Linked DNA regions of Pan troglodytes: region 1 is linked to region 2. A link is a contact called in public Hi-C data. All regions are on one chromosome and are shown on one strand. The core of a region is the stretch at or near the end of the contact, and the rest is flanking DNA. Distances in the headings are between cores, read along the strand shown.

Region 1 (3,818 bases), core at 575-3,074, 140 kb before region 2:
TTTTCTATTTTCTTATTACAGTTTCCTGTGAATGTGGTCCACATTTTCTCTTCCTGTTCATTTCATGGGTGTGATTTCTAACATGAGAGTGCACTTTTTGGTACATCTGTCTTCTTTGGTTTGGTTTCCTTAGTGGATGGTGGTAGTGATGATGGAGGGAAAGAGATGGTTTGCTGGGTCTGCTATGCTGTCATCTCTCATCTCTGTAGGTCCCCCTCGGTTCCTCCCTTCTCCTTCATGACATGTCCCTGGTGGTTTCCATTCCTTCTTTGTGCATCTTCTCCAGGAGAAGCCCACCTCTGGGGCTGCCTCTTCCTGCCTGACTCATGTTCAAAGTCCCTTCCAAGTGGCTGTTGCTCTGAACTACCAAGGCCTGAGCCATCCGTCACCAGTCCTTCAGCATCCAGGAATGGATTTTTCTTTTTGAGGCCAGATGGTCTTTGCCTCATCTAAGGCACCCTCATCCTGTCTTTTTTTTTTTCCCACAAAGTCACATAAACCTTGCCGACCCCTTGCCCAGAAGCTCCCAGTGGTGGTGACAGGGGCTTAGCTGAAATTTGGTCTCTTTCTCTGTGTTGAAGTAATCTTGCAGATTGTGGTGTCCTCTGTCATCTAGTGAACTGCACGTGTGGCTCACAGGTGGTTTCACTGGTTTATTTTCGTGGGAAGGGTGTGCAGGCAGATGAGAAGTCAGGCCCGCGCCATCCTCCCCCACACCCACGAGATTCCCCAATCCCTTTTTACTCGTTTTTTTCTACTTCTCCCTCAACAAGAAGCCACGGTCATGAGAAACCTGAACGGGGACTTGAGTAACTGAGGATGCGGCGCTCTGCTGCAGAGGCAACAGGGCACCGTGAACACTAGCCGGGTACATCCAAAATGGAAAAATATGACTATCTCTCAGGGTTGTCATGCAGATTAACTGAAACAATAATCATGAAAGCACGTGGCACACAGTGACTTCTCAAGCCACCTGTCATCTCTGTAACCAGGCCCTAGAAATTGTCCTTCCGGGGTTGCTCAGGGGGTCAGTGACCCAGCCCCCCGTCACAGGAACTTGTTGGGGTGTGTCCTTAGAACCCACAAGGCAGGAAGTGAGCAAATTCTTAGTTTTCCCTTAGCTAAGAACGATCATGTAAAGAAGGTATTGGGGTCTCTGATACCTGGATACAGAATCACTTAATAATACACATCGGCTTTGCCCACAAACGGGGGAGCAAAGAGGAACCTCATAGCCTCACACTAATGCTGAGCACGTGGTCAGCCTCGGCTGCCGGTTCGTCTGCTGAGGAGGAGGAGGAGGAGCAGCGTCTGAAACACGGGAAATGTCCGAAGCCATCTTTCCGCTCCAGGCACTTATGGGTCACAGTGAAATCTTTCTCTTCTCTCCTCTACGTCAGTTTAGAGTCTCCTATTAAACAGAAAACATGTCGAGCTCATAGGAAAACCGCTTTCTTTCCTCCTTCCTCTGAATTTTCTTCACCATCTTCCCCGACACAGGCACCCTCACCCCTGGCCCCCTGCCCACGTCACTCCTCAGTGCTGGCCTCCGGTTGTCAATAGCAGCGGCGACTGTGTCTTCATGAAAAAAGATGGATAAAATATTACCATAACCTCAGAGGCATGAGCAAAGCCCTTATTAGAATTCGGGACCTACAGCTGGAACTTCCAGCGTGGGGCGGGAGATAAAGTTCACTATTGTTAGCTCACAAGTGGCTCCGACTTCCTGGCAACTGCAGTGAATTACTCAGTCATTGATGCAGGCCTTCAGAAACAGGCCACTGTTTCCCAACAAAAAAGGCATTCAGGAAGGGAGCGAGGGCTCCGCGGCCCTGGAGAGCCGGCTTTAGGGCAGCCACTGGCCGGGCGGCCTCCCAAGTCAATGGCCTCTGTGGGAAAGGCAGTGATGTCACCTCGAATGTATTTTCGGGGCTTTGCCCTTCTTTCTCCTGATCTCTCCCTCTCAGGCTGTTTCCCTGTTTTATTTTTCTCCTCTTTCTTTCTCTCCTTCCAGCTTCTTTGAGGGCATTATGACTTTTTTCCAAGTCTAGAGCTCAAATCCACCGAAGGCCCGCACGCAGCCCCATGACTGCCATGGCAACGCCGGGCCTGGTACACTTCATTTTTTTTGCATAAAAAGTAGAGAAAGATTGAAAAGAGGGACAAGAATGAAAGGGGGAACGGAGCCAGTTTGGCCTGCGGCGGGGCTGGTGTCTGCTGGGCAAGGACAGAAGCACACGGGGAACGGGACTCGTGAGGCCGGAGGAGCCAGCGGAGGGGCCTTTGAGAAACAAATTTGTGATCCTTCACAGTCAAAGCTTCCGAAAAAGCTCTGCGCTTCTGACGGATGACAAGAGAGGGAGGGCAACAAAGTTCTCACAAGAAATAAGGTCTCGCTTTTGAACATGTACCCAATTGCATAGTTTAGAGGAAGCTTTCAAAAATCTGTCTAGCCTCTCAAAAAGAAAGACAAAAAGAAGAAGAAGAAGAAAGGAGCGAAAAGTCTCAAAAGGACTTTTGACCTGTGTAGAAAGAGAGCAGAAAACACGCTGACACATTTCCTGGAATACCCAAGGTCCTTGAGCTCCCTATTGTTAAACGGCCTCACTGGAAACTCGAAGGTGTCAGCTGTGTCAAATCAACTCAAAATAATCGATGACAAACAGAAAGAGACATTCATTACTGTACCTTCTTCCCCTAGAGAATATAACATTACCTTGAACTCCTGAAAGAAAATGAATGTCATGTCTCCGATATGTTTTGTGTCCATTCTATCAAAAAGCAGATTGCAAACAGTCTGAGAAAGCAGCTCCTGAAAAATCCAGACAACTGCCCCCATGAAAGCCGGGGCCAGCAGGTGAGGTGACTTGAGCGTGCAGGCATGGATCGCGGTCTCCTGCTGCCCAGGGCTCTTCCTGCTAGCATCAGCATCTGACGGATGTGAGCCCCATCTAGTTCCTGGGCCCTGGGTTACTGCCTTCTAATCCTGTCCTTGACCTCCTTCCCAAAAGTGTTATCAGCCATAGTCCAAGCTCCATGTTCTCCGTGTGGTTACACACAAATGCACCAGGCCAAGAGTCCTTGAAAAACTTAGACACTAATCACAGAAGACACAGTCCTCAAGAAGGGAATGGCAATGTTATTTCTACCAGCAGCAATGGCTCAGGCCAAGGAGTTGGAAAGAAGAGACAAAGAGGAAGGCGAAGGCAGGCTCTGGAGAGGACATGGACTCTGAGGCGGGTCTGGAGATTGTTCATGGGCACAGAGTAACGGGAATGTCCCACGCTCAGGTGCAGGGTGACTGGGTGTTGAGCGGGCTGGACTCACTGACTGGCACACTATCCAGAAAAGGCTTTGTGCTTCTCCTACACATGAGCTGTGGGATCCCCACTCCTAGTCCTTGGATGGGGCAGATGCCATTACTTTCCAGTCATTAAACGTTAGGACTCTTTATTTAGTTTTCTCTCTCTCTCTCTCTCTCTGATGGAGTTTTACTCTTGTTGCCCAGGTTGGAGTGCAATGGCACGATCTCAGCTAACTGCAACCTCCGCCTCCTGGGTTCAAGCGATTCTCCTGCCTCAGCCTCCCAAGTGGCTGGGATTACAGGCATACGCCACCATACCTGGCTAATTTTGTATCTTTAGTAGAGACAGGGTTTCACTATGTTGACCAGGCTGGTCTCAAACTCCTGACCTCAAGTGATCCACCAACCTCGGCCTCCCAAAGTGCTGGGATTACAGGTGTCTTTAGTTTTCATATGATAAAATTTCCACTCCGATTGAGACCTAAATTTCAGTCTCTCGAGCGGTTCACATTAT
Region 2 (4,144 bases), core at 760-3,259:
GAAGGCTCACATGGGAAAACCCATGGAAGGTGAACGTGTAACATGGAGGCGATGAAGGCTAGAATCCCCATCCACAGTCCACAGACAGACAAAGCAATATTGCCCCTCCATGAGCCCTTTCCTCCCCAGCTCCTCCTCAGGGAGCCAGCGCCTCACTCCACTGCTTCTCACTTCTTACCTAGTGTTCCGCTCCATCTGATAATTAGAGCTGGGAAAGACTGGTTTGACTGGTTTGACTATTTGGGGTTCACCCAGTAACCCACATGCTTTAGGCCCTTTCAAGTTTCTGCAGAGGCTGCTTTCCGGCACAGAGGAGGATTTCAGAGTGACCGCGCCGCTTGAATATAAATGCAAGTTAATACAGTGCCCCAGTGTGTCTATTAACTGGGCTAAAGATTTACATTTTGAGGTTGAACTTTCCCTCTCTATTAAACCATTAATTTCATAGGCTGGGCAAGGAGAAAACTCCCAGGCATACAGACAAGGTGACCTCCGTGCTGCCCACAGTAAAAGACTTCCTCCAATAACTAGTGTTTTCTTCTAGCTTGAATCTTCTTTACAGATACGTTTTCAAAACTCGGCAAAGTCACTATTATGACCGTGACCAGCCTAGAAATAAAAACCCACTTGGGCTGCTTCATTACATCTTACAGTAAATACTATTTTGCTTAGTTCTGAACAAGAAATCTTCCCTGAGTTTTCCCAGGTAATAATGCACTAGGTTTAAAGGATAATCATGAAAAAAATAATGTTTAAGGCTTTCCATAAATAAACCTCAAAAATATCATATAAAGAGAAAAGCTGTCGCTCTGTAACAAAGGCCTAGGACTTTTGCCAACCTCGTTAGAATAATGATGCAGAAATTGGGGGCCACGTTTTCCACACTTACAAAGAAATAAAACTGGCATACAAGTGATCACCGGCACAAGGCGCCTCGCACCCCAAAAATGATCCGGCTTCCTCTGTGTTTCCTGGTCTCCCGCTGATCACTCCTTGCATGAAGTCCTGTGCCAACGAACACCTAATAAATATTCACTGATGGTGACAACTTATATCTTCCCTGAGACTGGGACAATACCCTGGCCTGTCTGATGTCACTGGCATCACGCCACCCAAATCGCAAGTGCAAGCAGCAGGTGGGCGCTGGAGCAATAAAGGAGTGTGTGTGGCCACAGGAGGGACACTGCGGGGCCCTTCCCTGCCCGAAACCACCACAGCCTGCCAGCCGCCAACGGGGACGGGAGGAAGGTTCCTCCAGAGCTTCCACCAGGGGATTCAGCACTTCAACCTGCCTGGAGAATTTCATTAGAATCTCAGAAGCTGAGAAATTATTTCAACACGATAGTTCACAATGCAAAGATGCACATTTATCATCTTTTACATTTAAAATATTTTATTGGGGGGGTGTGAGAGGAATTTCCATACGTATATATAATCTCTGATTTTTAAAAATTTCAAATATGGAAAAGTACCAAATAACTTATATTCAGCAGTTCTGATAAGAACCTAGTATCTTATTTTTTATAAGCAGATTCTTTTGTTAGAGAGTATTATAGTAACTCACTTTCCCCTTAGAAATTCTCCCTGCTTATAGATGTTAGCTAAGCTCCATTAGCACAAAAGGTTGCCTGTCTTTTTTCTCTAAAGATAAAAACATCCTGCTCATAGTTTTAAACTCTTTGACAAACAACAACAAAAGCCCTAAACTTCTCTGTGCAGTGGCATCCTGATGAAATCTAACTGGAAAACGATAAAGCGACAGAAATCCCAGGCTTTGAGATATTTTTAATTGCCAATTTTCCTCTTGCACTGAGGCATTAATCCTTGAAGAATAGAAAGTAGACTTGCCAATAACCCAGCAGAGAAGGGGCATGGGAGTAAGAGAAGGAAGGAAGCACATAATGGTGGGAGAACTCCCCCTCTCCCCCCAGAAGCCTCTATTGAATCCACCCCTGTCCCCACCCTGCCTGCCCTCCTGGGCCTCCCCGCCTTGTAACTGGAAGCCAGCCGAGAGCAGCATTGGTATTCAAATTAGTCTGCCAATCTCTGCCTGGCACAGCTCTTGGTGGCCTGTCAGTACATGGCTGGAAGACAAGGTACCAGATCTTAGATCTGGGGAGATCCAGCCAGATTTCAAACCCACCCAGGATATGTGTCATCAGCCTATCCACGGGATGTCTTGAGGCGGAAAGTGTTTTCTTCTCTATCGTCTTTATTTTTATTAAAACAAAACAAACAAACAAAAAAACCCAGGAAGACAACGCATCTCCAACAGAGATTTAAAAAGACAGAGGAAGGGGGCTATGCAGAGTCAAGCGAGGCATTCAGCACTAAACATCGGTTTCCATGGGAACGAGAGCTGCGTTGTGGAGCTCCGGCAACTTCCCCCTCGCTCTCCCCCATAGAACTGGGACCACAGTCTCTGGCATTGTATTCGTGTGGCCAACTTTTCTTTTTTCTCATTCACTCCCCCTGCCTCTGCCTCTCCCCAGCGACAACCCCCATCGCCACACAAGCAAAAAGGAGAGGAGTGCTCAGAGGTCTGGCTGGATTCAATCACAAAGCATAAAAGGACCCGGCAACGGGGAGCCCCCACGCTGCCCGAAAGACCCTGCCATCCTTTCGTCTCTTGTCTCATTTTTCATCCCCTCTTCAAGCAGCTCATGAGGACTATTTCTTAACTCTTTTCCTGCATAACACACAATCATTGTGTATCAGTTTTAAATTACATTTTCATATGCCTAAAATGCTCTGGGCACATGGGAATTTTTTTTTTTTTTTTGACACACTCTCCCTCTGTCGCCCAGGCTGGAGTGCAGTGGCCCGATCTCGGCTCACTGCAACCTCCGCTTTCTGGGTTCAAGCCATTCTCCTGTCTCAGCCTCTGGAGTAGCTAGAACTACAGGCGCATGCGACGACACCTGGCTATTTTTTTTTTTTTTTTAAGTAGAGATGGGGTTTCACCATATTGGTCAGGCTGGTCTTGAACTCCTGACCTCAGGTGAGCCACCCACCTCAGACTCCCAAAGTGCTGGGATCAACAGGTGTGAGCCACCGCACCTGGCCAGATATTTTTTTTAATAGTAATAACCTAAATAGAAAATAGTCAGTGTTGAGAAAAGCATGATTTTAAAGCAAACTTAGTAAATCGTCAAAATGTTGATGTATTCTGTTGGGGTGCATGTGCACGTGTATATACGCTACAGGGAGGGTGACAGAGAGGAACTTTTAGAGGGTCATTCCTGCCTACCTTTGATGAGCGGGTGTAGTTCAGTGTTCAAACACTGTGAGGTCAGGTGAAAATCCGAAGTTCATCTTCTCTATTTAACTGAATACCTTTAATTTGGTGGGGTTTTTTTCTAATTTACTTTTACTTTTAAATTTAAAAAGGGAAATATTTATGAATCTATTACTCAGAAGCTGCCATGCAAAACATTTTAACACATAAATCCTCACCATTTTGCTAAGTGTCAGAACTTTTTTTTTTAATGAAAGAAAAGGCATATTTTTTAACACTGTTCATAAATCACCACTAAAATATTTAGTACTACAAGTTTTTGAGGTTTCAAAGGCACTCCTTTCTTTAAAAGGTTTACAGAATGCTTCAAAGTCTACCCAGGCAAAAACCCCCTTGTCATTCACAGGCAAGCTTTCAGATTCAAAGACGTTTGCATTTTGTTTGTAAGTATTTAGGAGATCTGCAATTCATTTTCTTTTGCAAGATGAAAATGTCAATTTTCATCATTTAAATTCAAACTTGTAAAAAAAAGTTCAGCCTATTTATGTGTAACTGAGCTGCAATCTTACCATTTTGAAAGGTTTCTTGGAATATACGGCATGAAAGGAGTTATTAAAGATTGAGAGCCATTTAGAGCTTTGGTGAATAAGAAGTATGATTTGTCCGTCAAAGCTAGAAATCATTTTTAAATCCATCTCTTCCCTCATTCACCTCCCTCATGAATATAATGCCTCTTTATCACAAAGATGTTAGGACATTGGCATCGGTGTTGATTCTTTGACATCCTCCCAACTCACCTGTTCTGTCCTCCCCCATAGAATTGTTCAAGATCCACTTAAAACATTATTTCTCAAAATGTGAAGCAGATGCAAACCCTGGGCTTGTTGCTTTACTTCCTGGGTCACT

What was found. Hi-C and Micro-C count contacts between places; a contact is called where the count stands out from the background.
Region 1: a contact with region 2 is called in a Hi-C map of stem cell-derived neural progenitor cells, with 5 times the contacts expected there. The contact joins two enhancer-like sites.

What each region holds. Positions count from the first base shown.
Region 1 is chr5:176,170,472-176,174,289 of NHGRI_mPanTro3-v2.0_pri, reverse strand. No RefSeq gene overlaps it. Among named protein-coding and RNA genes, the nearest start is that of QKI, 670 kb to the right of the region's middle. Within about 2 kb of position 1,824, at least 14 of the 24 cell types and tissues checked have an H3K27ac peak or open chromatin away from gene starts, as enhancers often do. A contact at or near this core is called in stem cell-derived neural progenitor cells, where this site is marked.
Region 2 is chr5:176,028,841-176,032,984 of NHGRI_mPanTro3-v2.0_pri, reverse strand. The region is part of intron 1 of LOC104007066 (a long non-coding RNA gene); the gene reads right to left. Among named protein-coding and RNA genes, the nearest start is that of QKI, 530 kb to the right of the region's middle. Within about 2 kb of position 2,009, at least 19 of the 24 cell types and tissues checked have an H3K27ac peak or open chromatin away from gene starts, as enhancers often do. A contact at or near this core is called in stem cell-derived neural progenitor cells, where this site is marked.